4 separate regions of the Sus scrofa genome follow, and all the other regions are linked to region 1. Evidence: chromatin contacts called from public Hi-C data. All regions are on one chromosome and are shown on one strand. Each heading gives the region's core, a stretch centred on a gene start, on an enhancer-like site or on the middle of the called end of the contact. The rest is flanking DNA. Distances are from core to core; before and after follow the strand shown.

Evidence for each region. Hi-C and Micro-C count contacts between places; a contact is called where the count stands out from the background.
Region 2: a Hi-C map of embryonic fibroblasts shows a contact between it and region 1, with 3 times the contacts expected there. The contact joins the enhancer-like site here to the promoter of THBS1 in region 1. A contact is called at or near these places in 2 of 5 promoter capture datasets (fetal liver and liver), 2 of 47 Hi-C or Micro-C datasets (embryonic fibroblasts and mesenchymal stem cells) and 1 of 2 datasets of contacts at active chromatin or transcription factors (skeletal muscle).
Region 3: a contact with region 1 is called in a Hi-C map of retroperitoneal adipose tissue, with 2.6 times the contacts expected there. The contact joins the enhancer-like site here to the promoter of THBS1 in region 1. A contact is called at or near these places in 4 of 5 promoter capture datasets (fetal liver, fetal skeletal muscle and liver), 11 of 47 Hi-C or Micro-C datasets (embryonic fibroblasts, epiblast stem cells, fetal heart ventricle and 7 more) and 1 of 2 datasets of contacts at active chromatin or transcription factors (skeletal muscle).
Region 4: a Hi-C map of embryonic fibroblasts shows a contact between it and region 1, with 3 times the contacts expected there. The contact joins the enhancer-like site here to the promoter of THBS1 in region 1. A contact is called at or near these places in 3 of 5 promoter capture datasets (fetal liver and liver), 12 of 47 Hi-C or Micro-C datasets (alveolar macrophages, embryonic fibroblasts, epiblast stem cells and 7 more) and 1 of 2 datasets of contacts at active chromatin or transcription factors (skeletal muscle).

Annotation. Positions count from the first base shown.
Region 1 is chr1:131,741,503-131,749,125 of Sscrofa11.1, forward strand. It overlaps THBS1 (thrombospondin 1), which reads right to left and starts at 4,596. Exons shown (of 22, transcript NM_001244536.1): 1 at 4,445-4,596; 2 at 3,738-3,832; 3 at 2,919-3,478; 4 at 2,099-2,174; 5 at 1,610-1,809; 6 at 1,377-1,499; 7 at 85-178. The coding sequence starts at 3,804.
Region 2 is chr1:132,083,141-132,090,176 of Sscrofa11.1, forward strand. No RefSeq gene overlaps it. Among named protein-coding and RNA genes, the nearest start is that of THBS1, 340 kb to the left of the region's middle. Within about 2 kb of position 2,726, at least 3 of the 83 cell types and tissues checked have an H3K27ac peak or open chromatin away from gene starts, as enhancers often do. A contact at or near this core is called in embryonic fibroblasts, where this site is marked.
Region 3 is chr1:132,163,354-132,171,063 of Sscrofa11.1, forward strand. No RefSeq gene overlaps it. Among named protein-coding and RNA genes, the nearest start is that of THBS1, 420 kb to the left of the region's middle. Within about 2 kb of position 4,693, at least 10 of the 83 cell types and tissues checked have an H3K27ac peak or open chromatin away from gene starts, as enhancers often do. A contact at or near this core is called in mesenteric adipose tissue, retroperitoneal adipose tissue and skeletal muscle, where this site is marked.
Region 4 is chr1:132,038,603-132,045,604 of Sscrofa11.1, forward strand. No RefSeq gene overlaps it. Among named protein-coding and RNA genes, the nearest start is that of THBS1, 300 kb to the left of the region's middle. Within about 2 kb of position 4,074, at least 9 of the 83 cell types and tissues checked have an H3K27ac peak or open chromatin away from gene starts, as enhancers often do. A contact at or near this core is called in embryonic fibroblasts, where this site is marked.

The DNA of each region.
Region 1 (7,623 bases), core at 3,346-5,845:
GGGTACTGGCATTATGTTCTGCTGTCCACTGTTTAGGTAAAGCTGAACCAGTAGTCGAAGCAGGGTTAAGTTTTAGGAACTTACGCCAACACCGAGGGCAGCATTCTCCATCAGGAACTGTGGCATTAGAGCAGGGCATGATGGGGCAGGACACTTTTTTGCAGATGGTAACTGAGTTCTGCCGGGCAAGAGTGACAGAGAAATAGGTTACTAGGCATACTGCAAGCAAAAGCTGACAAACTGTCACATTTCAATTACAAAAGTAAACGTGGTCAGGGTTGTAAGTGCTCTAGTGGAATGATTTTAATACAAGATCTGCCTCTGTCATGTTGGCAGCCATCAACAATGTAGAGACAGTTCTAGTGCTAGTTGCTTGTCACTCCATCCCTCGGAGAGTTCTTTCTTAATTGCCACTTAGTCATTTCTTCATGCACAGGAGCATTAAGAATTTATCCAATGGGAACCACCACACATTATGGGTCAGATCTATCACTCTGTGTCTGAATTCAAACTCATAAAACTCATCCAGGAAGGACCTTAAAATTTAAACATTTTATTTTTATGGGGGAAAGATCAATGAGCATTTTGTTTTCTCAGGAATAGCTCTAGCTTTAGATTATACTGGACAAGAATGGGAATTTAGTAAATTTTGGTTCCCCAATCCATGATTTGTTTTAAGTTTGACTTTACTCAATGAGCTAGGTAATTCCCTCAAACCTCCCTGTTCCTGCCATTAGGCACAGCTAGATGGATACACACACTGTAGGCAGTGCCATCTGAGCTAGGTATGTTATAGCTCAGATGTTGGGCTAAGTGATTTCAACAGCAATCAGTACTGTATTAAGAGCATCTACTTGTCATAGCTGAATACAAATCAGGGGTGAGGAAAAAAGTTTCCACTAGGCTTTTTTTTTTTTTTTTGGCTATGCCCACAGCATGTGGAATTTCCCAGGCTGGAGATCAAACCCATGCCCACAGCAGCGACCAGAGTCACTTCAGTGACAACGTCAGATCCTTAGCCTGCTGCACCACAGGAGAGGTCCTCCACTAGGTTTTACTTACCTGACATCCAACACTTAGCCCTTGAACTAAAGCAGGCAAGTTATTTAGACGGTTTAGTGGATAGATATGGCCTTTCAGATACCTAGCCTGGGGTATAATTAGCCCGGGGTTGAAACACATTGAGTATTTAAGGATTTTATAAAGGTCATAACTAGACCTTAAAAAAAAAAAAAAAAAAAAAAAAAAAAAGGCACCACTTTGGGATCAGGCCACGGAACATAAAAAGAGCCTGTGTGGCCATCTGGATCTTTCCCCACAGCCTGTGGCTTCAGATGTGTCATGGATTAGAGTTTCTGTCTGTAGAGACCACTTACCTGACAACGACACTCAGTGCAGCTGTCCACTGTCCACTCCTCGTTATTCCTATACTGGACTCCGTTGTGGTAGCAGAGGGGGGGCCTCCTCAGCTCACTGGCCAACTCTTTGTTCTCTTCAGTCTGAAAAGAGGAAAAAGGTTGTTACTGTCCAATTTCACTTCCATCGTTGGCATCATTAGTGATACACATTCAGGGGCTCATGCTAACAGGCGGGGGCGAGGGCCACTGACCACTTTGCGGATGCTGTCCTGCAGCGTGGTCACAATGGTGCGCAGGCCCCTGAGCTCCAGGACCATGCTGGACAGCTCATCACAGGAGATGCCGCAGATGGCTTGCAGATCCTTCGTCTTGTGGCCAATGTAGTTGGTGCGGATGGCGGGGCTGGACCCATTCACCACATTGTTGTCCAGGGTGAGAAGGACATTGGTAGCTGCCAAGAAACAACGGAATGCAATGAGGAAAGTTGTAGATCTCCAAACAGATGCTCTCACTGGCCCATCCCTGGGGTTTTTAATCATAAAAGACATTTCATTTGGGGAAAGGGCTGGAGGTGAAGGGGATATGGATGTGTGGAATGCTGTTTGAGTCATGTTTGTATACCTCTTAACTATTTTACTCAGTGTAATTTATGCACAACCACCACTGCTTAAGTTTCTCAGCTTGTTTTAGGTAGAAATGCCCCAGTTTCTACATGTGCCCTAAAAAAATAGGATACTTACAGCTGGAGCAACCTTTGTTCCTGAGGATGTCTTCTGGTGTGGTTCCAAAGACAAACCTCACGTTTTGCAGCACCCCCTGTGGGCAGAGGACACACATTGCTTGCAGAATGTTGGGTGGGGGGGCAGGGGGTCAGTAGGGTGGGGGCAGACTGTTTATGCTAGGCAAAACACACAATGCTCTAAAAGTTTAAATGAACTCCCTTTTGTATCTTCTGCCAAGTCGTCAGTGTTTTACAAAGAATTCAGTTACCAGCTTACTTGGGTACAGAGGAAATGGAACCTGATACCAAGACGGGAGGATATAATGACACTCTCCTGTGTCAAAGAGTTAAATGTGGGAGTTTCAAAGCCACAGTTACAAAGATCTAGACATTTAAGCAAGGAAGAAGCAGCAGCAAAGAGCTGTGATTTTAACCTTTTGAGACCGGTTACATCCCCATGAGGAATCAAAGAGCAAAGTGGTGAGTATCCACTTCAAGTTATATTATAATTGGTGGAATGCATCTGAAATAAGTTCTTTTTTGAGAAGAGCATAAGGAGTATTTAAGATTTGAACAGGCTGTTAGAGGAAAACCGTTTCTTGTTTCCATCAGTGGTTTTCAAAGTCTGGTCCCCAGAACACCAATACCAGCCTCACCCTGGAACTTGTTAGAAATGCAAATTATTAGGTCCCATCCCTACCTACAGTGGGAACCACTGCTTTAGTGCACACAGGCAGTATTTCCTGTTACTGGAACCCTGGTCTCTCCTGTCACCGCCCTCTCGGCAAGTCAGCTACCTAGCAGTCGGCCCTGTGGACCAGGAATGGAAGAAGCCTCACCTGAAAATTGTCATTGACACCTCCTTTTGCGATGCGGAGATTGGCGATGCTGGCCAGGTCCCTGGTGAAGATGCTTTGGATGGGAACGTCCAGCTCGGCATTCTCCATCTTCTCGCAGTCGATGTACAGCTGGGCCCTGTCCTCCTGCACAAATAGGGTGATGCTCTTCCACTGACCAGTGGCCAGGAGGGCTTCCTCCACTGACACCACCTGCTGCTTCCCCTGCACGGTCAGGCTCAGGTCCAGGGTGCCCGCCTTGCCGTTGGAGACCACGCTGAAGACCTGGCCAGAATGGTCTTTCCGCTCCACGGCCAGCAGCGTGCCCCGGGTCTTCTTCATTTGCCTCAGGGAGGCCAGGAGGAGGAAACCTTTCTCTGCTCGCACAGCATCCACTAGGTCTTGGAACTTGTCATCAGGGACAGGGGGGATCAGGTTGGCATCCTCAATGCGGAAAGCTGGGCTGGAAGGGTCAGGACCCTTCACTAGTCGGCGCCCAGAGCCCTTTCGGGCAGCCCCGGTGAGTTCAAAGATGTCAAAGACGCTGTTGTCTCCCCCAGACTCTGTTAGACAAGAGGAGGAAGCACTGTGAGCAGGGCCCTCTAGGTGGGGGCGGTGGAGGTAGGGGTTCAGCTCTGGCCGGTGGGGCAGAAAGACAGGGGTGAAAACTCCCTGCAGCCACTGAAAGGGCTTAATCAACACCAGGTCAGAGGGAACCTGCATCCTGAGGTTCAGCCAGGGCTCGGGAAGAGGCACACCTGGGGTAACCAGACCTCCCTTCTCCTCTTCCCTCCCCCCTCAAAAGGTATCATACAGACTTACCTGGAATGCGGTTGGAGCCACACACATGCAACAGAAACAGGACACTGAGTCCCCAGGCCAGCCCCATGGTGGAGCGTTTGTGCCCAACAGAGAGCCTGCAGCAGGAAGCACAGAGAACCCAGGTCAGAGGCCGCCCATCAATGAGGGTGAGCAAAACTGGCTGGGCATGGGGCCAGAGCCTCAGGGACACGCCCCCCCGCCCCGTGGCCCCCACATTTGGTGGAATGAGGGGCAACAGTATTGACTCTGGAGAAAGCATAAGGAAGAAAATGAGGGAGTTGAGGGGAGGAGACTGTGGTTTTCAGGTGGTGGTAGGGGCAAGACCAATAACAGGCAGCCGGGGGCGGCGGGGGGGGCTTTTCCTTGGGAAGGTGAGGTAAGTAGCAGGACCAGGAGATGTAGTTTGGGGAGCTGGGACAGCATGAAGGTGCAGAGATTTTTCTAGAGGACTTTTAGAAAGGTTTAGGAAGGACTTGAGGAAAAGAACAAAATCTTGGGGTGTCCCTGGCGATTTGGGTTTTGAATCCCAAGGCTGGAGAAGATCGCTCTGAAGCTCTTCGTGAGAAGAGTCCTCCAGCGGCTGAGAGGTTCAGGATGGGGAAGGCAAAAAGTGTGAGATCCGGGGTCTGCCAGGAGCTAAAGTCTGTAGCTTCAGGTGTATGGCCAGGGCAGAACTGGACCTCGGCGGCCGCCCAGGGACTCCTTACCTGTGTGGAAACGGGTGCAGCAGCTGGGACTGGAAGCAAGGACACAGCGACCGGAGGAACGCTGGAGAGGCGCGGGGAGAGCGGTGCGCCCGGGAGGCCGCGGTATCAGAGGCTGCGCAGGGAGATTCGCCGGGGAGTGCGCTTGCCGGCCGGCCCGGGTGCAGTGGCTGGTGAGGCGGCGGAGCCGCGGGTTTTTAAAGGGGCGCTCACATTCCTGGGGTTTCCTCTAGCCAATAGGATGCGGCCGGGCAGGAAGCGGGAGGGGGGCCAGTCTGGGTTCCTCTCTCCGCCCCCCGCTGCCTGGCGCACAACTTTCCAGTTAGAAGGTGAAGGGGGGCGGTGGGTGTCGGGGCCGAGAAGCACTGGAACTTCTCAGAAAAATAGGTGCCCGCCCACGCGGCCTTGGCGCTCACGGACTCAGCACTTTGGCTGTGGCGCCGCTCGGGCCGATGTCCTCAGTGTGCTCATACCGGGCGGACGAGGCTCTGGCCACCCACCCGAGATCCCAAGCGGGGGGTTGGGGAACCTGTTCCCTTGAATGCCTGTGCGATGGCTAAGGGTGGACACTTGTTGGATATCGAGCCCATTTTATGGAAAAAAATAAGCCCGACATGGTAAATGGGACCAAGAGGGGACCAGTCTTTGAAAGAGTTGGGTATTTGTTGACCCTTGTCCATCCATCTTGGGTACTTGCGGACCACGCGGTCAGCTTCGCGCCGCGCTCCTGCCCTCCTCCCACTCTGTCTCCTGCCTGCCCCTCGAGGGACGTGAGTGCGGTATCGCACCGGCCAGCAGGCCACGGATGGGGCTCGCCTTCCCACCGCGCGTCGGGGCAGCGTTTCTGCAGCTGCTTGCCGCTCGAGTTCCCGCGAAGAAAAGTCTCTTCTCACAAGTGCTGCGGCGCTTCCACAGCGGGCCGCTTGGGGGCGGTATGCGAATTCTGATCTAGGGGACGCGAGCAAATGGCTTCTTTTCAGTCAGGAATGTTAAGGAAACTTGCTCTTTACCACTTCTCTCAAGCCAAAATTGAAATTGTGTCTTGAAAAACAGTTTTTGTGCCCACTCGTGCTTCTTAACGTGACTCCTGCTTGGAGGGTTTGCAGCACCATCTGGCTCCAGGGTCTTGAACTATTTACAGAACAGACCCATAGAGTCATAAATTACCCTCTGCCTATCATTTTATTTCCCCCTTTTTTTTTCAACCCCAAAGTTCTTTTCATTTTTTCGGCTCCCGAAACCGAGATGTGGGTTACATTTCTGTGGGTGCACCAATTGCCATGAGCGCTGCCGCTGCATGCTTCTGTCATTGGAAATCTAGTGTCCAAGCCACCGGTCCCAAGCCAGCATGACTCCAGCTGCTTGGAATTCCATTCATCTCTTGGGCTGGGACGTCAGCAGCCACACTTCCCCTGCTGTGATCCAGCACATGAGGCTGGCCCCCAGACCCAGGGAACAGGTAGTAACTTCACCAAATAAGGATCTCAGCCACAAGCCAGGGAAAGCCCTGGGGTTCACTTCCCTCCTTAGCACTCACACCTGGCTGGACTCCTAACGGGCTGGAAACACCCAAGAGTTTACATTCGTCAAACAGCAGTTTCACTTTTCTTGTGTGGGAGTGTTGTGTGACAAGGGCCATGTGGGGGACAGAGTGTTTTTTAGTTACTCAATATACAGCAAGCACCTCTAGAAGATGACAAGTATGTTCCCAAAACTCTTGTTTGTTTGTTGCTGAAGTAATAACTTAACCTAACAGTCAAATGAATTTCACATGCTGGGAGGGAGAAAGAAGTCTTCGTCGGATGATTAGTCAAATCAGATTCCTGCAGGGGAAGTCATAGGTAATGATTCAGCCAAACAGATCTGAAGATTCCCGAGTCAGCAGCCATACCCGTCCCTCTCCCTCCCTTTACCTTCCCTAAAATCCTGTTTGCGTCTTGAAAGGTGACTTTTTTTTTTCCTACTTGCTGCTCATAGTATCAGGTACTTAGGAACAGTTTTCAGAGGATGGGCAGCCGATGGCCCCCTGTTCCTCTGGCCCACTTGCCAATTTTATACAGATGAGTGGAGGGCTTGAGGGCCACACGGGGCCCACAAGAGCAGGATACTGCTCTCTCCTTTTATAAAACGCTCATCTCCTGAGTCTTAGTTTCATGGATAGAGCAACTGGAATGCCCTTCAGGCTAGCCACTTCTGGGACCAAGGGACTGTAGGAATCCCTTGGCGTTTTCTTGGAACTTGGCTTCTTCTCACAAAACAAGGAGAAGAAATGTAACCTTTTACAAGTCTTACAAATAGGAAGGTGACCGGATGAGTGGCAGGGAAGAGCTTTCTTGTCAGAGAATGCTGACAGATGTATAGGAGTTACTTATCTCCAACACAAAGGCCCGGCCCAAGTCATGGTACTCCTGTTTTTCTTTTTTCTTTTTTTAAATTTTATTTTTATTAGGGTGTAGTTGATTTACAGTGTGTCAATTTCTGCTCTTCAGTGTAGTGTCCCAGTCATATCATATACATATATTCTTTTTCTCATGCTATTTTCCATCATATTTTATTCAAAGAGATTGGATATAGTTCCCTGTGCTACATAGTAGAACCTCATTGTCTATCCATTCTAAATGTAGTAGTTTGCATCTACTAACCCCAAACTCCCTGTCCGTCCCACTCTCTCCCCCTCTCCCTTGGCAACCACAAGTCTGTTCTCTGTCTGTGAGTCTGTTTCCATTCTATAGATAGGTTCATTTGTGCCATATTTTAGATTCCAGATTTAAGTGATATCATATGGTATTTGTCTTTCTCTTTCTGACTTACTTCACTTTGTATGAAAATCTCTAATTGTATCCATGTTGCTGCAAATGGCATTATTTGTTTTTATGGCTGAGTAGTAGTTCACTGTCTGTATGTATCATATCTTTGTAATCCAGTCATCTGTTGAAGGACATTTAGGTTGTTTCCATATCTTGGCTATTGTGAATAGTGCTCCAGTTTTTCTGGTGGGAAGGAGGGATTGCAGCGGGGTGGGGTGAGGTGGGGTGGGGGTGTCTGGGAAACTAATAGGAACTCTCCTGCAACCCCACTAGTCAACATCTGCTGAAAATATTCCCTAGAACCTAAATACTCTAGGAAGTTTTTGGAGAAGGGGGATGGGAAAAGAGAAAGAAAACCTCTGTCTTTTAATGCAG
Region 2 (7,036 bases), core at 1,476-3,975, 340 kb after region 1:
TCTCTTTCTTTCTCTTCAATATCCTTCCCTGACAACAAACCACAGTCACCACTGTTTTCCCAGGAGATACTCCAAGAACTGCAATCAGGTCTGACCCAGATTTCTGTGGAGACTTTGTTTTGCTCTGGGACCCATTGCACATGAAAGTCTATTTGTGCCTTCAAGAATGGGGTCTCTGTTTCCCCCAGTCCCATGGAGCTCCTGCTCACAAGCCCCACTGGCCTTCAATGTCAGATGCTCTAGGGGCTCTTTCTCCAATGCCAAATCCCCAGGCATGGGGATTTGACATGCGGCTCAGAACTCTCACTCCTGTAGGTGAGTCTCTGTGATACAGTTACTTTCCAGTCTGTGGGCTTCCCACCTGGGATGTATGGGATTGCTTATATCATGAAATTGCCCCTCCTACCTCTTGATGCGGCCTCCTCTTTGTCTTCTGGAGTAGGATATCTTTATGAAAGTTTCCAGTCCATTTGGTTGAAAATCGCTCAGCATTTGGTTGTAATTTTTTTGTTTTTATGAGAGGAGTTGAGTTCCAGTCCTTCTATTCCAACATCTTAATCCCGTCTCCTCTCTTTCTTTCTTTTTGTATGAGGCCACAACTATCAAAAAATGTGAACACTTATCTCCACAACCTTTACAACTCAGCTAAGCCAAGATCTCCTCTACAAAGTTTAATCTAAACCCTAGTTTGAGCTAAGTGCTCTGATAATTTCAACATATAAATGCATGATAAAGTTGTTCAATTGAGAAATCCCTTGTGGTGCAGCTCGTTAAGGATTGGCATTGTCACTTTAGTGGCTCGGGTCGCTGCTGTGGTGCGAGTTTGAAACCTGGCCTGGGAACTTCCACATGCCATGGGTGTAGCAAAAACAAAGATTTGTTCATATGATGAAGATTCCTTGAAGCAAGGGACAATACATTATTAAATAATATATTCCTAATGCCTAACATAGTGCCTTACACATAGAAGGTTCCCAATAAATTCTGGGTTGTTGCTAGAATAAAATTAAATCAGAGGCAGGCAGTGTCAATTTGGTATTTTGATTTTTAAAACAGGATTAATTGCCCATTTGGATGATAAAAACAATAGCAACAAAAATACCCTTTCAAAAAATTGGCCTTTTTTCCTGGTGCCTTGAAGTGCTTTGTCAGTATTAGTGAGGTTGTTTCCTATGCTACTGTAGGCCCCAAACATAAACTCAGTAACTTCATTTGAAGGGCTTGCAGTTCTTTTACATTGAGGACCATCACAGTGAAATATGCTAAATAATTCAAATGAGAAATTTCCTAGTTTCTACCTTCTTGTATCTCCTGGGTTTTCCTTTGTTCACCCAGTCACCTGCAAAAATCATCAACTATTCAAATTTATAGTCTGTGACTTGGTGACCCCAAACCTCCTGGTGGCCTGGAACCAGCCTGGGATGCTCTTATTTAGCACTTGGAACACAGTCAGGTATTAGTTTTCCTGCAATAAAATCCTCTGATGCCAGTGAAGGGGGAAATCAGAAATAGAGATCTGATAGCTCCAGCCCACCCCCTCCCAGTATGGTGAGTGAGTCACCAGCTCCAGTGGGGCTGGACGCTGGGTTTCTCTCTCCTACATCCTTTTATCCAAGTTATTAAAAATTGTTATTTCACACAGCTAGGAAATTGAAGCCTACTTTGTTGAGATGATGACGGGTGTAGGCTGTAAAACATCCTTCTGCCTCTCCTGTAAGGCAGTGTAAGCCCCAGTTGGGGCAAGAGTCAGTTTTCTGCTGCTCCTTCACTCTGGATGGCTTGTGTTCCACCCAAGAGACTACATTTTCTGTCCAAAGAGCTATGTCAGTCTGCTGAAAATCCTCATGTTGCGTGTATCCTTGCTTATGACTTCTCCATATAGTTGGTTCTGCTCCAGTTCATTTGAAAGGGACATCTGTTGGATGACTTGACATGATATCTGTGTTTGCTGGACATCTCCTCTGACAGGTCCATGTAAAAGAACCTGAGAGGGAGAGCTCAGTCATGTGTTGAGAGGCTCTTAAGTGTAGGAACAGATTTGGGAGGATTATCCAAGACAATGACTTTAAGATCAAACCAGGCCATGGAGTTAGCTTCAGAGGTCTACCAATTCATTGAAGCTCTGTCCTCTGGGGTGTCCCATCACTGTGCTTGCCAATAATGAATTTCACTTCCACATGGAAGCTTTCAGTCTTCCTGACACATTCTAAAGCCAAATGTGTTTCAGTCCCTTCAGCCATCACTCTGCTCTTCAACTTGAAGAGTCTGACTTAGTGAGGTATGCTACAGCATCAAACCTCCTTTTAAACCTACATCTCTTGAATAACAACTATGATTCTGGACATTGACTCATGAATATTTCCTGCTAAGAAACAATGGGAGTAGTCTGAGGAAATTAAATCCACACAAGTTATTCCCAAACTTTATCTCATCCCATGTTTAAAATACTCTCTAACTCCAAATGTTTTTACCAGGCTGCTAATATATAGCAAAATCAGTTGATAGGACAACCCTTTTCTTTCTTCCTCTAATTTCACTTCTTCAGAGTTGTCCTAACTGTAGAGAAGCTACCAAAAGGAGGTGGCCAGAGAAAACAAAAATCAAAGATTCCAATCTAAAGTTTTTCTCTCTCCTAGTAATGCTATTTTGTAGGTTAAGCCACACTCAGTCAGAGGCGGGATTAGAAATCTCAGTAACACTATGTTGTGGTACATGATGAATCATGTGGCAGATAGTCAAGTTACAAATAGATGGCTCTGAATATTTTCCTTAAAGTGGTCTTGTGCTTCCAGCATAATTATAGAAGAGAGTCTATGGGAAAGAAAGCCTGCCTTGAAGGACTACATTGCTCAATACTGTGATAGTACCTTGTATAGTTTTATTCTCTATTATTATGGAACAACATGAATACATCCAGGTGCTGATGTTCCTGGTGGTTCAGTGGCTCAAGGATCTGGTGTTGTCACTGCTGTGGTTCTGGTTACTGCTATGGTGTGGGTTTGATCCCTAGCCCAGCAACTTCTGCATGCCATGGACATGCCCCCCCAAAAAATATACAGGTGCCTTCTGAAGTGTGGAGGGAGCCAGAGGTACTTCTTTATGGTGGGACCCTAAGTAAACACCCTCCAGCTATCAAAATGATATCCTGTAAATGACTGGTTTCTGGTCTCTAGGATTGCAGTCTTTACATATATGAATAAATCAACTTTGAAATATTCAGTTTTGGAATATGAGTTGCCACCAGAAAGATTTTCGTTTATCAAATACCTATTAGGTACATTATAGAGTACATTATATTAGGCACATTTTAGTGATGCTTTTATTTAGTTCTCATCCAGAAACTTCTAAGTCTTGTTCACATTTAACAGCTGAGGCACATGAAGCAAGGGGGATTAAGTAACTAATCCAAGGCAACCCTTTTTCAAAGGGGGAAGCTGGAGTTGAGTTCACATCTGAATGAAGCTCCTTGAGGTCATAACTTCTCTATTTTGTTCCCAAATGCCTCAAAGAATGCCTGGAAGGTTGTAGATACTTAGTCTGCCCTGTCAAGTGATTATGTTAATGGAAGGTTCCAGCACATGTGCTCCTAACTGTTACTTTATACTGTCTCATCTCTGTCTCCTCACTCCCAGCCTTTTACCCACCTCTCTCTCTCAAGCTTTTTCAGAGGGAAATGGAACTCAGGGCTGCATCTGCCTGCTGTGGAAAGTTATATATATGTGTACATCCTGCTGAAGGAAAGCAGCAGTTGTCAGAAAGTTGTGTCCCTGTGTCTGATGGTCTCCCTCTCTCTCTCTTTCTCTTAGTCCCTCCATGTCTTCCTCTCTTCTACAAAAATTCTCTTAACCCTGCTATATGGGTTAAGCACTGGCAATTCACTGTGAATAAAGATGGCATGGTCTGTTCTTGTGCAAATTATTGGTTAGATTAGAGGCGTGGTGAAAGTTTTGAGAGAAACATAGAGGGAATTTTTATAGGAACAGAGAACAAGAGCACCCAACCTATTCTTTGAGGTCGGGAAAGACATCCTTTCAAATCTGAAATTTAAGATCAGATTAAATAAATGCTGGCAAGGGTGTAGAAACAAGGAACACTTGTACCCCATTGGTGGGAATGTGAGCTGGTTAAGTCACTATGGAAAACCATAAGGAGCTTTCTCAAAAGACTAAAAATAGGATCACCATATGATCTAACATTTCCGCTACTGGGTATCCATCCAAAGGAAGTGAAATCATTATCTCTAAGAGATAGATGTACTCCCATATTCATTGCATCATTATTCACAATAGCCAATGTATAGAATCCACCTAAGGAACCAGTGGCAGATGAATGGATAAATAAAATGCAGTCTGTGTATACAATGGAATATTATTCACCCTTAAAAAAGAAGGAAATCCTGCCATTTGTGACAACAGGGATGAACCTGGAAGGCATTATGCTAAGTGAGATAAGCCAGAAAGAGAACAACAAATACTCCATGGTATCACTTATACCAGGAACCTTAAAAAAAAATCACACTCAGTGTATAAAAATGTGTGGTTGTCTGAGGCTGATGATGGGGGAGAGGTTGATAAAAGGTTACAACCTTATTAAAAGATTAATAAGGTCTGAGGATCTAGTGCATAACATGGTGATTATAGTCAATTTGTTGATAATACTGTATTATGTGATTGAAATTTGCTAAGAGAGTACAATTCAAATGTTATCACCAAAAAAACACAAAAAAACAAGGTAACTGAGGTGATGGATGTGTTAACTCATTTGTTAGAATCCTTTCATAATGTAATGTATATGTATATTAAAGTCACGTTATATATTTTTAATATATTACAATTCTGGTGGGAATGTGAGTTGGTAAAGTCACTATGGAAAACAGTATGGAGTTTTCTCAAAGCAGAGACCAGGATCCCTGTAGGTCCCTGCCAAAGCTCTAAAGAGAGGGTTCAGGAGTCAAGCTTATTTTCATAATAACACTAAGAAGTAAATAGCCATTTTCATTCTTATTCTCTTACAAGTGGACAGTGTTTTCCAGATCCTATAGGACATATGATATCACAACAGACTGAATGTAGAACAGATTGATTGTAGAAGTGGATATGAAAATTAGTCTTCTTTTGAGTCAGACAATAAAGAAACTTGCAAAAATATAAAACAATGTAGTTTTGGTTTTGGAAAATGTAGCTATTTTCTATAAAATATATTATTTCACTTGGCACAACACCCTCAAGGTCCATTCATATTGCCACAAATGCTAAGATTTCATTCTTATGGCTGAGTAGTAGTCCATTCTACCTCTCTTTATCTTTCTCTCTCCCTGTCTCTCTCTCTCTCACTATATATATATATATGCACATACACACAGATAGACAGACATACATACACACCACTTGCCTTTTGTCCACACTTCTGTTGATGGGCATTTAGATTGTTTCCATATCTTGGCTATAGTAAATAATGCCATGGTGAACATAGGAGTGCATGTATCTTTTCAAATTGATGTTTTCATATTCTTTGGCTATGCTCTGTCATTTGGATTCAGTTTTTCTTGTCCTATGAGTTCCCTTTTAACTCGAAGCTTTGTCCTATTCCTCTTTTCTACAGTCTGATTCTACTGCTCTATTCAACCACCACTTGCTGTGTTCCCAAAGTCTTAAACTAGGCTTATGTTTTTCCATAACTTGTCACGTCCCTAGCAAGCACTATCTACATACTAAAAAACCTAGGAGGAGAGTGAGGACACAGTATTTAAAATGATTATAAATAAAACATGGTAGTCCTTATGGAAAAAATCACATGACTAGGACCTGATACCTCCTGTCATTGTTTCTGTTATCTTTTGAAAGGCTGTTCTCAAAGGCACTGACATGAGAATTTAGGGTGGTTTCCACTGGGGGCCTAGGGGAGAAGGAGACAGTGAACTTCTATCATAGGACCATGAGAATGTTTTGCATTTTGTCAAGTGGCCCTTATTACTGAGAAGCAGAGCCCAGAAGGTGAGCAGAAGAGAGCATGAATCTGGCAGTCTGCCCTGCAACCAATGAGCTTGTCTGCACGCAGGTTCCCAGCTTACAGGCAGAACGCATTTGAAAAGAGCCCATTGTTTACCACTTGGGTGGAAAACAGAGGAAGTAGGCCAATGAGTCAGATGCCCACTTATTTTAAAAGGAATTTTTCTAAGGATTTCAGAGAAACATAAGCAAAACCAGGAGTTCAAAGAAGGATGAAGGGGAAAAAGACAAAGAAGGGCTGCTTGATGTTAATGATGCTTTTCAGTCTTTGCTGAGAGCCTGTCATCCCTGGACTGTGGGTTCCAACCTTGACCCTGAATCCAATGGGAAGCTAATTTCACTCTGGGGAGGGGTTCTGACTAAGATCTAATCTGAAGTAATTTGGGGTAATTGATCTTCCTCTTTTCTCTATTTAAATGACATTTGCTCAAACTCAGGGATAAAGTTTACTGGCATCATAGGCAAGTTTACTCTTAGAGAGGGAGAGTAGGTCAGCTAACTGTGGGGTGACCTGGCTATTTCCTGAGTGAGGGCAGGGGGAAGGAGGGGACAGGTAGAGAGAAAAGATTCATAGTAATCAGGCAGCCCTAAAAACTCAACTTAGTAGCTAAATATTGTTGGAGTCTTCCAGCTGGATTCTTGAAGTTAACTGGCCTTGTGACCATAGTGAAGTTGGCAAAATCAAGGCGCAAAAAGATTAAATAAATTAAAAAAAAAAGGACATTTGCTCAAAGTCCCTTCTCCTTCATAGAGGCTGAGGAACAGAGAGAGATTACTATGTGTACAATTTTTTTAAAGTACGTTAACTGATTAGCAAATGACCTAAGCTTAGATTCTTACACTGGTCCTGCTCCACGACTTAATTCTTCATCTGCAGATGCTCAGACTGACATTCCATTTTCCTATGGCTCAGGGTTTGATGTCTTTTCCATTGTGTCATCTCAGTTGGGAAAAATGCAGGGTAGTGATAGGAATGCCACTGAAAAGAAGGAAATGACTTGGTGTCCGTGGCAAAGAATCAACTATGC
Region 3 (7,710 bases), core at 3,443-5,942, 420 kb after region 1:
GTTGCTTCAAAAGAAAATGTATTCGTGGAGTTATTTTTTAATTCAAGTTTGAAGACCATGAAGTGAGAAAAGCAAGGCACAGAATACTCTTTGTAAAAAAAAAAAAGGAGGTGGTTGGAGGGAGAGAGTGTGCATAATATGGGTGCATATATATGTATATCTTGCACATGAATAAAATATCTGGGAAGATACACAAAACTAGTGAAACTGGTAATAGCAAATATGTATTGGTATTTACTTTGTGGCTAGTACTATTTTAAACATTTTACATATATTAATTCATTCTTCATTAAAAGTTTATGAAGGAGCTCTCAATATTATGCCCATATTTAATACAAGAGAATCGAGGCACAAAAAGATTAAATAGTGTGCCCAAAGTTGTATCTAGAGAGTGCAGAGCCAGAATAGACTGATGCGCTCAGTTGACTGCCTCTGATTGGCTAAAGGACAGAGTGAGGAAGGAGATATGTAGGTTTACACCTCTTTGTACCTTTTGGGTTTTATAAATATATATTAAATGCATAAAAGAATGCTATTAATTTAATAATAATATGATTTTTAAATATAAAATTGAGGATGCCTTAATTTAAAAAAATTACCCCAACTCAGAGAGTTAATAGCAGAAACTTAACTAACTCAGTAGTTAAGAACAGAAACTTAGGGCCAGACTACCTGCATTCAAATTCTGCTTCTGTCTCTAAACTTGGACAAATTTGCAACCACTCTGTGTCTCTGAGGTTTATTATTTTGAGGATAAAATAAATTAATGTGTCAATTTCCTAGAAAAGTGTTTGAGCATACAAAGTGCTAAATATTAGCTATCATTATCTTAAGTTAGAAATCCAAACTCATTCAACAGTCAATGAATGCTGAGCATTTACTGTCTACCAGGCATTGTTTTAAGCTTTGGAAATATAGCAGTGAACAAAACAACAACAAAATATTTTTGCTTTCTTGGAGTTCTTAAGTCTTCAGAGATATAGAGAGAGTGATATTTGGAATGAAAAAATGAATAAGCCTAATGAAGTAGGAGAATAGTGTTTGAAAAATAACTCAGGATAAATACTCTGCATTCACATCAGTTGAGTTTCATGACACGTTAAGTCTTAGGCACCAAATGGAATTCATAGATTACATAGGGTAGGTTCATTACTCATTACTCTTAGAATTTATATAAATTCCAAAGTGATGATAATTTCTCATAATATTTTATTTTTTATCATTTTATTGAAGTATAGTTGACTTACAATGTTGTATTAGTTTCAGATGTACAGTAAAGTAAATCAGTTATACATATATAACATATGTAACTTTTTTCCATATAGAATTTTACAGAACATTGAGTAGACCTCCCTGTGCTATACAATAGGTCCTTGAAGTTTTCTATTTTATATATAGCAGTGTATATGTGTTAATCTCATCCTCCCAATCTATCCTCTCCTCTACAATTTCCCTTCAGTAATCATAGTTTGATTTTGAAATCTGCGAATTTGTTTCTATTTTATAAATAAGTTCTTTTGTATCATTTTTATTATATTCCACATATAAGTGGTTTCATATAACAAATGTCTTTCTCTGTCTGGCTTATTTCACTTAGTATGATAATCTCTAGCTCCATTCATGTTGCTGGAAATGGCATTGTTTCATTTCTTTTTATGGCTGAGTAATATTCCATTGTATATATGTACCACATTTTCTTTATCCACTCATTTGTGGATGGACCTTTGGGTTGCTTCCATATCTTGGCTATTGTAAATAGTGCTGCAATGAACATTGGGATTCATGTGTCTTTTCAAATTATGGTTTTCCCTGGATAGATGCCCAGGAGTGGAATTGCTAGATCATATGGTAGTTCTATATTTAGTTTTTTGAGGAACCTCCATGCTCTTCTCCATAGCTGTTGTACCAATTTATATTGCTACCAATGGTGTAGGAGGGTTCCCTTTTCTCCACACCCTTTTCAGCATTTATTGTTTGCAGACTTTTTGATAATGGCCTTTCTGATTGGTATGAGGTGATATCTCATTGTAGTTTTGATTTGCATATCTCTAATAATTAGTGATGTTGAGCATCTTTTCATGTTCATAATATTTATTTGTAACATCTACCTTATCTACTTCTTAATTTAAGCTAGAGTATAACCAGGAGTTCCCATCATGGCTCAGCATCTTAAGAATCCAACATAGTATCCTTGAAAATTTGGGTTTGATACCTGGCCTATTGTTCAGTGGGTTAAGTATCTGGCATGTATGATCCTGTATCAGGCTCAGATCTTGTATTGCCACGGCTGTGGTATAGACTGGCAGCTGCAGCTCTGATTCAACCCCTGACCTGGGAACTTCCATATGCCACAGGTAAAGCTGTAAAAGGAAGATATAATAAATAAATAAATAAATAAATAAATAAATAAATAAATAAATAAATAAAATAGAATATAACCAGAAAATCCTTTTTTAAAAAGATAAAGATAACTCATATTGTCTATTTAGGAACTAGTGAAGATTCTGGCAAAATTCTGGTAGTTACTTAAATGGCCTTGTGAAAACTAATCTTTTCAGACTAACTCCTTTTCTTTCTTTCTAAGTGACTCAATGATGAAGAAAACTCTGCAATTTTAATTCAACTCAATATCATGTCAAGGGCTTTTCAGTAACCTGACTGATCAGATAGAGACACACATTCATTAATTTTGTAGCAAGCATTCTTTTGGGCATGGTTTTTAAGGTTTGAAAAAATGTGAATCAACTTCAAAGAGAAGTTGAGAAATTCAGGTTTTAAAGAAAGGGGCTGTGGAAGACAGTATCTCCCAGTGGAGGAATTAGATGTCCTGGGCACAGGATGACCTCAGCTGTCACCCAACCCCAAAGCCTTCCCTAGGCTGATTCCTCTCTCAGACAATCTGCTTCAGTGAACACCCAGCAGAAACCATCATAACTAGTTAATACTTTGTTTTCTCTTACTTACACATGTGCAGCATCTTTCCAGGCAGGAGTAGGTGATGTTATGCATGTTATCCATGGTGTATGAAAAATATCACTCACTCAAGCTCTTTTCCCTGTTGAGCTCGGCCTGGTTGAGTTCATCCGTGTAGAAGTCAAGGTAGAACATGATGAAGATGTCTGTCGTGGGTGTATGCTAATTTTGATAGTGCTTTACAAACATTTCTGCATAGTCTTTGTTTCAGTTATTGTTATTGAGACATAGGATGACTCTAAGATTTCTATGGTAGTGGACAGTGTTCTCTCCATGTAAGCTCTATGAGGGAAAGAAATTTTCGTCTCTTTACCGTTATATCTCCAATATTGACAGCAGTGCCTGGTACAAAATCAGGGCTTAATAAATACTCATTGAATTAATTAATTAAAAAATAATGATAGAACCCACAAAATAAATTATGTTGAATTCATTTAAGAGTTGAGGATACTAAGATCTAAACAGGGTACTTGACTTTCCCCCAACCACAGAACTAAAACACTTGCCCAGTTCTATGTGACTTGGAATCCTATCCTTTTCTCTTAATGCTGCATAGAATTATACCAATAACCTCCAACTTAACCTCAAATCTGGAGGACTGGAAAGCCTACCTGGACTATGATGTTGCACTTGGGTTTAGTTTGGTTGTGTTGTCCTTTCGCAGGATTGAGAATTTTTTATCCCTCAGTCTGCAGTGCTGAGGTGCAGCTCTCCTTTCCCACCCTATGCATGCCCCTCACCTCCAAGCAGAGAAAATGCAGGTGTCATGAAAGAAGGATAGCACTTGAGGACCAGAATGACAGCACAGGTACTATTAGGAATCCCTGACCTCTGTCAGCACTGCTAATTAAACATGCAGGAAAAAGGAGAATGTAAACTTCATGAAGGCAAGGATTTCTGTCTACTTTGATCACTGATGAATTCAAGCATCTAGACTATCATCTGGGATTTAATGACTGTTTATGGAAAGAATCAGTGAATAAATGAATGGAGAGAGTGTATGAGGAAGAGGGGAAAAGGGAGGAAAGAAGGTGGTAAGAGAGCAAGAGAAAGGGAGAATTGGCTGTGTACAAGAAGAAGAGTGTCAATCTTGAACTTTTCTTTTTCTTCTGTTTCCTGAAGGACATGTACTACTGGCACAAAAGAAAAAAAAAAAACAACTGAACTTAAAGACTAAGGACAGGAGTTCCCTGGTAGCCTAGTGGTTAAGGATCTAGCATTGTCACTGATGTGGCTTAGGTTCGTTCCCTGACCTGGGAACTTCTGTATGCTCTGGGCATGACCATATAATTAATCAATTTTTTTTTAAAGACTAAGGGCAGTTTTTTGACTTGAAATCATACCTTTTGGTTCTAACTCATTTCTATAGCTGAAATGCCAATTTGAATATTCACTTACCCCTCCATACCTCATTTTCCACAAATTAGTGTGATTGGCCATGTATTGGTGAGCATCAGAGAAAAGGTCATGGAAAAAACTAGTGGGCAGGAATAAGAAATCACTCTATGTTGCTCTGAGGGATGATTCTGAGGCACCCACACAAACTTGGGTGTATTAGTCATCGATAGCATGACCAGTAGGAGTGTTGCTCAATTTGTAAATAGTATTTGTCCAAGTCTTCTTGGTTGGTTTGCTTCTGTGTCCAAAGCTTGTCTCAGTCCTGCTGCATGACTTTTCTCCCTGAGGACTGCTCCTTGAACCAGGATGTCAAGTTCTTGAACTCTATCCCATAGAGGTTCTGTCCTACAGGCACAACAGACCAAGGGAACCTCAAATGGATAGTGCCTAGGCCAGAGCAGGGGAGTGGTGGTGTGGAACTCATGAATTACAGCCAGCAGTCATTACCTTTAGATAGAAGTCATTGCCATGTTTTAGCTTCTGCTTGGCCAAGATCCTGTCACACAGAAGTGAGTTGCTGTTTCCAGCTGTGATAACCAGAACAGTTTTCCCATGCTACCAAGTTAGAGATCGGAGAGCTTAAGAAAAACAAGTCAGGTGATGTGACCCAGAGGTAGCCTCCAAGCCAGGAGGGAGATGCTGTGGGCTCTGGTCCCAGCTCTGATCTGGATTCCATGTGACCCCTACAAAGGCTCTTAACCTTTTTTCCTGGATAAGTGTCTTGTTGGAAAAGAGGAAGGACGCATGAAGAACATGCAAAAGACTTCTGAATTATTTACTCAATAATGAAGACCATAATTCAATTGGAAACAGAGACCAAGTTCATGTCTTTTAATTTGATGTCCTCAATTATTTGTTCAGAAGGACCACAGGTGATTTGCTGAAAAGAGGCATGCTAGCTGACAATTGCTTTGCTTAGAAATATGCCCTGTGCTCCCATTTCAAATATTGCATCAGTAAAAAAGAAAGAAAACATTTCATTGAAAATTCCCTTGTGTTTTCCACTCCACCAATACTATGATTAATTTTCTTCACGAAGAACGGAGTGTCACCAAAATTTCAAAAATATTTTCCAAGTGTTTTTCGTAATACAAAGGTTAATTTTTCTGAAGCTTTTTATCATGAATAACCCAAGCTATCTTCCAAATGCATTTTTACATAATTTTGGGAGTATCTTCCTCTGCTTTTCATTACATTTTTTCCAAGTTTTGCCAAACTGATTTTGACATTAGAGAGGAAAATCCAACTACTTCAAAATCACTTAATGTCTGGCAATATTCATCAAGTAGGCAGGATCTGCAGTAGTTTAGATTATAGACTGTCTTTTCATGGTGTATTAACCATATGTAAACAGGGTGCTTGTCTCCAGAACAAACATTTAAGCAGGAAATAATGTGATTAATCTATCTATTTATTTAAGTTTTTGAGAATTATCACACTATCCTATTCTTTTTTTCCTCATTCCCTTCTCACTGCCTGGAGGTGATTGATAATACTGTTTACTATCTGTTTTCAAGATCTCGAAATTGTAAAATTACAACATTGTGTTTTTCTGTTTAAATATAAACACTTCAGTAATTTATGGCATTGTGGTATCAGTAAAAAGTAACAGTCCTATAACCAGTCTTATAATAGTCTTAATTGAGGTAATATAATGAGAATTTTGGATAATCCATAATAATTAAATTTAAATATTTAGTTATTTAATTTATACATATAGAAACTATTTATATTAACATAAAATTTAGCTATTTAAGTGCCTTCTTCCCAATTTATTCCCAATTTATGTCTTCTCCCAATCTATAATGAGCATGAGAAAAGTTGAACTCAACCCCATGCTTGCTTGAAAAATGCATGTGTGTAGAGATACAAAGTGATTTGCAGTATATCTATATTGTGGTCAATGATTTGATTTATTTAACTTTGGCTGAAATGACTGTTTTATACTTTATAAAAGTATAAAGAGGAAAGTAGCATTATTTCATATACACCTCAGCTCACTGATATCTGTGTGCATATGCAGCAGGAGCCTATTTTTGTTTTTATTTGTCTCACCTTTTCCATAGGCTGAATAACCAGGCAGAAAAGATATTAAACACTAGCTCTGAGTGTATGTAAGCTTCAGGTCATTCCAAATTAAAATAAATTGTATTTAGTTATTTTCTTCAACTTCCTATGACAAAGCAGTGGGCCCTGACAATCCTGTTGATGATGGGAAGACAGTAAGGAAAAGAGAAGAAAGCAGATGCTATAAAGGAATTTTATTTTATTTTATTTATTTATTTTTTTCTTTTTTAAAAATTTAATTGTATTAGAGTATAATTGACTTACAATGTTGTATTAGTTTCAGGTGTACAGCAAACTTAATTAGTCATACATATAAATATAACCATTTTTCCCATATAGGTTATTACAAACCATTGAGTCGATTTCCCTGTGCTATACAGTAGATTCTTGTTAATCATCTGTTTTGTACAGTAGTGTGTATATGTTATTCCCACCCCTCCCAATTCTTCCCTCCCCCAGTGTTTTCATCTATGGTAACCATAAGATTTGTTTTGAAATCTGTGAGTTTGTTTCTGTTTTATAAATAAGTTATTTTGTATCATTTCATTAAATTCCACATATAAGTTATAGCATATGATATTTGTCTTTGTCCTAGTTACTTCACTCAATATGATAATCTCTGAGTCCATCCACGTTTCTGCACATTTCATTCTTTTTCATGGCTGAGTAGTATTCCATTGTGTATATGTACCTCATCTTCTTTATCCACTCCTCTGTTGATGGACATTAGGTTGCTTCCATGTCTTGGCTGTTGTAAATAGTGCTGCAGTGAAGGCAGGGGCACATGTGTCTTTTTTTGCTACTTTTTGTTATTGTTTTGTTTTTTTAAAAAACTTTTAAAAAAATTATAGTTGATTTACATTGTTGTGCCAATTTCTGCTGTACAGAAAAGTGACCCAATCATATATATATATGAATAAGCAATGATTTTAAAGATTACTCAGGGACACTTACCTTTTCCTGTTTCTCACTCTTTCCTTGTACTTCTCAAATGGCACCTAAAATAAATTAGTTGATGAGCTGGGCCCAAGGATTAGCGCAGTGAATTCTCACAGACTTAGGCCTTCGACTTAGGCTACAGACTCCACTGGTAATATTACAAAGACTACATATCCCATTAGACTAAAGGCTGCATCTTCCTATTAGCTCTGACTTTGCTGCTCACATCATGGTCATTGCCACTCTTCTTGGAGAAAAATATTTTATTAATTTTCAATTTTTTTGATTACTAAAAGAATATACCTAAAGGTAAAAAAGAAATGATCAGGAATA
Region 4 (7,002 bases), core at 2,824-5,323, 300 kb after region 1:
GGATTGCCATTGTACTTAGGGAAGAGATCCTATCTTTTTAACACAGTTTCCCAGGACCTGCCCCAGCTGGCCTCCAATCTCCTCTTGGACCAGTGCTCTTGTTTGCCATGAGGCGCTTCAGGCTTACTCCCACCCTGAGCCTCTACCCTTGCTGCTTCTTCTGGCTAATGTGTTCTCAGATCTCCTTAGGCTGGAAGTTTCACATCTCAACACAGATACTGCTTTCTCCAAGAGACCTTCCATGACCATCTGATCTAACATCCTGCATCCCCTTTCCCATTTTTCTTCACTGTATCACCTCACTGGACTGTTTTTCAAAGCACTTACACTCACTGCAATTATCTTACTCATTTGTTTCCTTGATTATTGTTTCCTGCCCATGAAAGTAGAAAGCTTGACTGTCTTTATCACTTTTGTGGCCCCTGTGCCTGGGAAAGCTTACATGGAACATAGTAGGTTCTTATTAAATATGACTTTGGTGGATGAATTCACAGGCAACATTATCAATTTAGATGTTCAAATTCTGTATTTGCAATACTGGTCACTGTGACTTCCCACATGGTGACATGCTTGCTCTGGGGAAGATTTTTGTCTAATGTGTAGTTGAGATGGTCTGGGGTCATTCCTTTCATCAAGACTTGGCTTGAAAGACAAGAGAGAACTTGTAGAGTATGAGATCTAGTAAGAGACAGATGTTATTGGAGTGATTGAACATGAAAAGACTTTTTACTACCTAATTTACTTTAGTTTTCTAGATAGATAGAGGGGCACAGGAGACCAGAGTTCACATTTCAGTTCTCACACTTATATGTGGAAGGTTGGAAAGAAACTCAACCTTTCTGACTTTGTATTCTCATATATTGCTTGCCTGATCTATATCTAATGGTTGTTATGAGGACCAAGTGAGATTACTGTGGCTGAAAAGGCTTTAAAACCTTTTGAGTGCTATTTAGATGTAAAACATCAATGTTTACATAGGAAATCTTGACTCCCTGCCTTCCTTACCAGGTGGTGATTTTTTATTCTTCTCATCCACATTGCCCATTGCAATAGGTATTCAATACATTATCACATGAGTGAATGAGTAAATATTGTTACTATTCCTTCCTGCTTATCACCTCTTATCTCCTCATTATAAGCATTATTGATTTTACGTTTATTTTTCACATTCTCTTTTAAAAAAATGTTTTTTAAATTGAAGTATAGGTGATATAAAATGTTGTGTTGTTTCTAGTATGCAGCAAAATGATTCAGATATATATGTAAAGAATATATATAATATATATTATATAAAACAAATATATAATGTATAAATTATTATAAATTTTTAAGATATTTTCTGTTATAGGTTATTATAAAATGTTGAGTAGAGATCCCTGTGCAATATAGTAGGGCCTTGTTTGTTATCTATTTTATATATAGCAGTGGACATATGTTAATCCCAAGCTCCTAATTTATCCCTTCCCTCACCTTTCCCCAAAACTGAAGTTTGTTTTCTCTGTCTGTGAATCTATTTCTGTTTTATAAATAAGTTCATTTGTATCATATTTTGGATTCCACATAGAGGCGACATCATATTTTCTTTTGACTTCACTTAGTGTGATAATCTCTGGGTCCATCCATGTTGCTGCAAATGGCATTATTTCATCCTTTTTATGGCTGAGTAATAGTCCATTGTCTATATGTACCACATCTTTATCTGATTCTCTGTTGATGGACATTTAGGTTGTTTCCATGTATTGGCCATTGTAAATAGTGCTGCAGTGGGTACATGTATCTTTTCAGATTAGGGTTTTCTCCAGATATATGCTCAGTTGTGGGCTTGCAGGGTCATATGGTACCTCTATTTTTAATGGAACCTCCATACTATTCTCCATAGTGGTGGCAACAGCTTATATTCCCACCAACAGTATATAAGTGTTCTTTTTCTCCATGCTTTCTCTAGTGTTTATTATTTGCAGACTTTTTAATGATGGCCATTCTGACTGGTGTAGGGTGATACCTCACTGCAGATGACATGACACTATACAGAGAAAATCCTAAAGATACTACCTCAGAACTACCAGAGCTCATCAATGAATTTTCTAAAATTGTAGGATACAAAAGTAATATACAGAAATCTCTTGCATTTCTAAACACTAACAATGAAAATTTAGAAAAAAAATTAAGGAAACAATCCCATTTACCATCACATTAAAAAGAATAAAATACCTAGGAATAAATCTACCTAAGGAGGCAAAAACCTGTACTCTGAAAGTTATAAGACACTGATGAAAGAAAGAAATTGAAGGTGACACAAACAGATGGGAAGATAGGGAGTTCCTGTTGTGGCTCAGTGGTAGCAAAACTGACTAGTATCCATAAGGATTGGGTTTGATCCTTGGGCTTGCTCAGTGGGTTAAATATCCAGTGTTGCAGAAAGGTCACAGACACAGCTCAAATCTTGTGTTGCTGTGGCTGTGGCATAGGCCAGAAGCTGCAGCTCTGATTCAACCCCTAGCCTGGGAATTTCCACATGTCACATATGTGGCCCCAAAAAATAAAAAAGCAAAAAAGAAAGATGCATTGTGCTCTTGAACTGGAAGTTGGAAGAAACAGTGCTGTTGAAATGACCGCACTACCCAAGGCAATCTACAGATTCAGTGCAATCCCTATCAAATTACCGGTGGTATATTTCACAAAACTGGAACAAAAAAAATCTTAAAATTTATATGGAAACACAAAAGACTCCAAATAGCCAAAACAGTCTTGAGAAAGAGCAAAGCTGGAAGAATCATACTCCCTAACTCAGACTATACTACAAAGCCACAGTAACCAAAACAATATGGTACTGGTACAAAAACAAACTTAAAGATTAATGGAACTGGATAGGAAGCCCAGAAATAAATCCATGCATCTATGCTCAATTAACCTGTGACAAAGGAGGCAAGAATATACAATGGAGAAAAGACAGTTTCTTTAATAAGTGGTGTTGGGAAAACTGGGCAACTACATAGAAAAGAATGAAATTAGGACATTTTCTAACACCACACACAAAAATAAACTCAAAATATACAAACAACCTAAATGTAATACTGGATAATTTAAAACTCTTAGAGGAGACCATAGGCAGAACACTCCTTGTCATAAAGCATAGCAATATTTTTTGGGGATCCACTTCCTAGATTAATGAAAATAAAGACAAAAATAAACAACCTAATTAAGCTTAAAAGCTTTTGTGCAGCAAAGGAAACTATATACAAAATGAAAAGACAACCTACAGAGTGGGAGAAAAATTTGCAAAAGATGTGACTGACAAGAGGTTAATTTACAAAATATACACACACCTCATACAACTTAATATTAAAACAAAATACCTAGTCAGGAAGTTCCTATTGTGATGCAATGGAAAAGAATCTGACTAGTATCCACAAGGATGTGGGTTCAATCCCTGACCTCACTCAGTGGGTCAGGGACCTGTCATGCCGTGAGCAGTGGTATAGGTTGCAGATGTGGTCTGGATCCTGCATTGCTGTGGCTATGGTATAGGCAGGTGGCTGTAGCTTTAGTTCTTCCCCAACCTGTGAACCTCCATGTGCTATGGGTACAGCCCTAAAACGGCAAAAAAAAAAAAAAAAGAAAAAACAACCAAAAATGGGCAAAAGACCACCTAAATAGACATTTCTCCAAAGAAAAGATACAGGTGGTCAACAGGCACATGAAAAAATGCTCAGTATTGCTAATTATTAAAGAAATGAAATTCACACTCTCTTTTGTAAGCTACTGACCTTGAGTTGAACAGTTTCACAGGAACATCTCTCATTTAAGTGAACTTTAGTGTGAATTCCAATTATTGTCATTGCATATGGTCTGGATCTGGGTTTTAGCCTCCCAGGGCACTGCGAAGGAGAGAGGTTATCTGTCCAATAAACAGAGTGAAAGTCACAGATCCCACTGGCCATAGCCTTTTAGGGTATAGACTCAGAATATTTGAGACTTTTTACTAATCAAAACCCCACCCCATGCCAATCTATGTACTGTAACCATTGAGGAAACTGAAGTCAAGACCTTAGTGAATCATGTCCTAGTCTGTTGGGCAATACCTTTATTTTGGGATTTGGGCTATTTGTAGATTGCCCTTTTTTGGTATAAAGGAGGAGCACTGTTTATTTCCATTTTGCAATAAAAAGCTACTGACCGTTCAGCCAGAAAGCAAATATTTTCACTTTGAATTGCTTTCTGGACATTTTTCCAACAGTGTTTGATTTGAAGCTGTGAAACACATTACTCCCCTTCCCTCCTCCTCCCCCGCCCCACCATTTCCTTTTAGGTGGATCAAAACCAATGCTTTAAAAAGTAAAGCCAAAAAAAAAAAAATAAATAAATAAAGCCAGTATTCTTTGATTGCTTCTTTACCATATGAAGGGATCAGAGAGGCTGAAATAAATGCCTGTTTGGTCCCCAAATGCTGCCGTCAAGGAAAGTCTGCCAGCCAACCAGGTGTTCCAGAATATCTTGCCTTAGGCCAGCCTGCCCAGAGACTGGCATTGAAGTATGTCTGGGCTTTGGTATTTTCTGTGTAGCTTAGAATGCTATCTTTGGGTACATTTATTAGGCTGCATAAGAAATATTGTACAATCTGCATAGTGATGAAGTTATGTATTTCTTAGACATGTTCTCCAGTCATAGACTATTCCTTTTACAGACCTTTGGATCCCTTAGGTTGTTTTTAAACTAAATTTTAATTTTTTATTTTTCCATCTGGATACACTCTCCACTTTCCATTTATTTTACTGAAAATTTCTAGCTTGTTTGTTTCTTTATCCATTGAAAGCCTTACCTCCAAACCTATACCCTTTACATAATAACACACACACACTCACCTCAAAACAAATGATCAAAACCTTGAATTTAAGAGTTTAATTTCATTTCCAGCTGTAATTTACTATCAGTAGCTTGGCTGTCTTTTACTTTAGTCATTTCCACCCCTGCTTGGTTCAACTCGAGGCACTTAATCTGGATTGACTCATAGTCTAAGCATTTAGTAGATTTGTACCTTTCCTTTTTATTTTGGTGACATTGCCTAGGTATGCCCTGCCATTCTTGACATAGTTGATAGTAGTAAGTCTTCAAAAGACATTTTTCTTACTTGTTAGTAACAGCAAGTGACAGCAGTCGAATAGAAAAAAGGGAAGAAAAATAAAAATAATTTCAAAAAGAATCAGCATGAACAAAATAGCAATGAGTTGCAAATTTACAGAAAGAGCTTGAGTATTAATATTTCAAATTCCTCAAAAGTGGATGAACTCTCTTCTCATTTTTCCATAGAATCCTTTAAGTAGAAGATGAAGGATGCTTTGCAGAGGTGAATAAATGCATCGCCTATTATCTCTGAGTGCTGACTCAAACTTTCAAATATTTTGAGTGGTAGGAAAAAAATAAAACCAAGACAATTTTGTTTTATGAATTTGAAAAATGTTATTTAAACCCCAGGGAAAAAGCCAACTGGACCAAACCTGTTTTATTCCTCCTGGATCCATTATATACCTTGGCAAATTAAACGCTTTGAGAAGTCCTATAGTAAGGCATCCTATTTAACTTGGTATTTCCCGCATTTAGTAGAGCATGGAATTCTTTTCTCATAGAATGAGAATTAGCAGCTCATAGAAAATGTCCACAGAACACAGTTAAAAGAAGGGTTCTGATCATTCTAAAAGTAGTGAGTGGGCGTTTGGGGGGCACTGTCTCTGTTCAATGATCAGCTGGAAAGAATCAGGAGAAGAAACAGAGTTCTATGGCTGCAAGCTGTAATAGAGGGTGAAAGCCAAGATGTGGTCTCCAGTGGTGAACCTCTGCCCACAGCGAGGGCAAGACTGAGGGTGCAGAAAGGAACTGAGATGTACCACAAGACCCTGAGCAGGCACTCAGAAAGGTTCATTCTTCAGGTCAGCCAGGCTTTTCCAGCTTAGTTGGATATTTGAATTATGTAGTTGTTTCATCTTGCCTTCAAGACCATTGTCTGAATTTCTCTTTTCCAACATAATACGTGGAGAAAAACAACCTTATTGAGTCATTAATAATTACTCAGCGTATCCCTGGTGAGTAATCATAATTGTATTTTAAAAACAGGTTCAAATTATTTGTCATTGTTTTCAGTTTAAGCCAGATCAATTAGATTTCCTACAAATCACACACACACACACGCACACACACACACACACACACACACACACACACACACATACACGCATATGCATGCATACACACACCAGTCACACCCCCATATCTGTTTTTCATTCTGTGGTGACATGTAATGAAAGGTTACTGTGAACTTGGTCCACATAAGACAGCTGCCCTGCAGATGTTCCAGAATTGTATTAAATACTCTACACATTAATGTTGGCTTATAGGAGTCTAAAGCTGTCATCCCAACCCAAGCACTTTAACCTCTCTTTCCTCTGCAATTTACTTTCAAACTGAGTGATTAAGGGACAGTATGAAAACCACATGTAAAAATGCCCACCTAAGTTTTCATTTCTTTTTTTTTTTCTTTTAAATTTTTCATACGTAAAAGCAATGGGGGAAAGCCAATGTGGAGATACTGGGGCCAATCAGTGGTTTACTTTGAAGCTTACCAGGGACACTGAAGAAATTTCCAGTACGTGGATCATGTTTGAAGGGTCAGATCAAAGAAAGAAATATGGAGTGTCAGGACCTGGCATCTCCTGGGTTTGCATGTTCAAAATGCAGTGTCCAAGGTACTTTTCATTCCCTGTCCATGTTGTGTTTTGTATCACTCTTTTCTTCTCAGAAGTCCTCAAAATTGGAAGTCATGTGTGAACAAAGATATAAACTATCATCACATTTGAAAAATAGAATTGTCAGGTGGCTTTGGATTTAGATTTCATTTGGGGTTCGATGATCCCTGGAAAGGTTGAAATCCCTGGTAGTGAAGTATTTCATGTCCTTCACTCTAAGGATAGCTTCTAATTTCATTTAACTTCTAGTTGTTTTTTCTTTGAT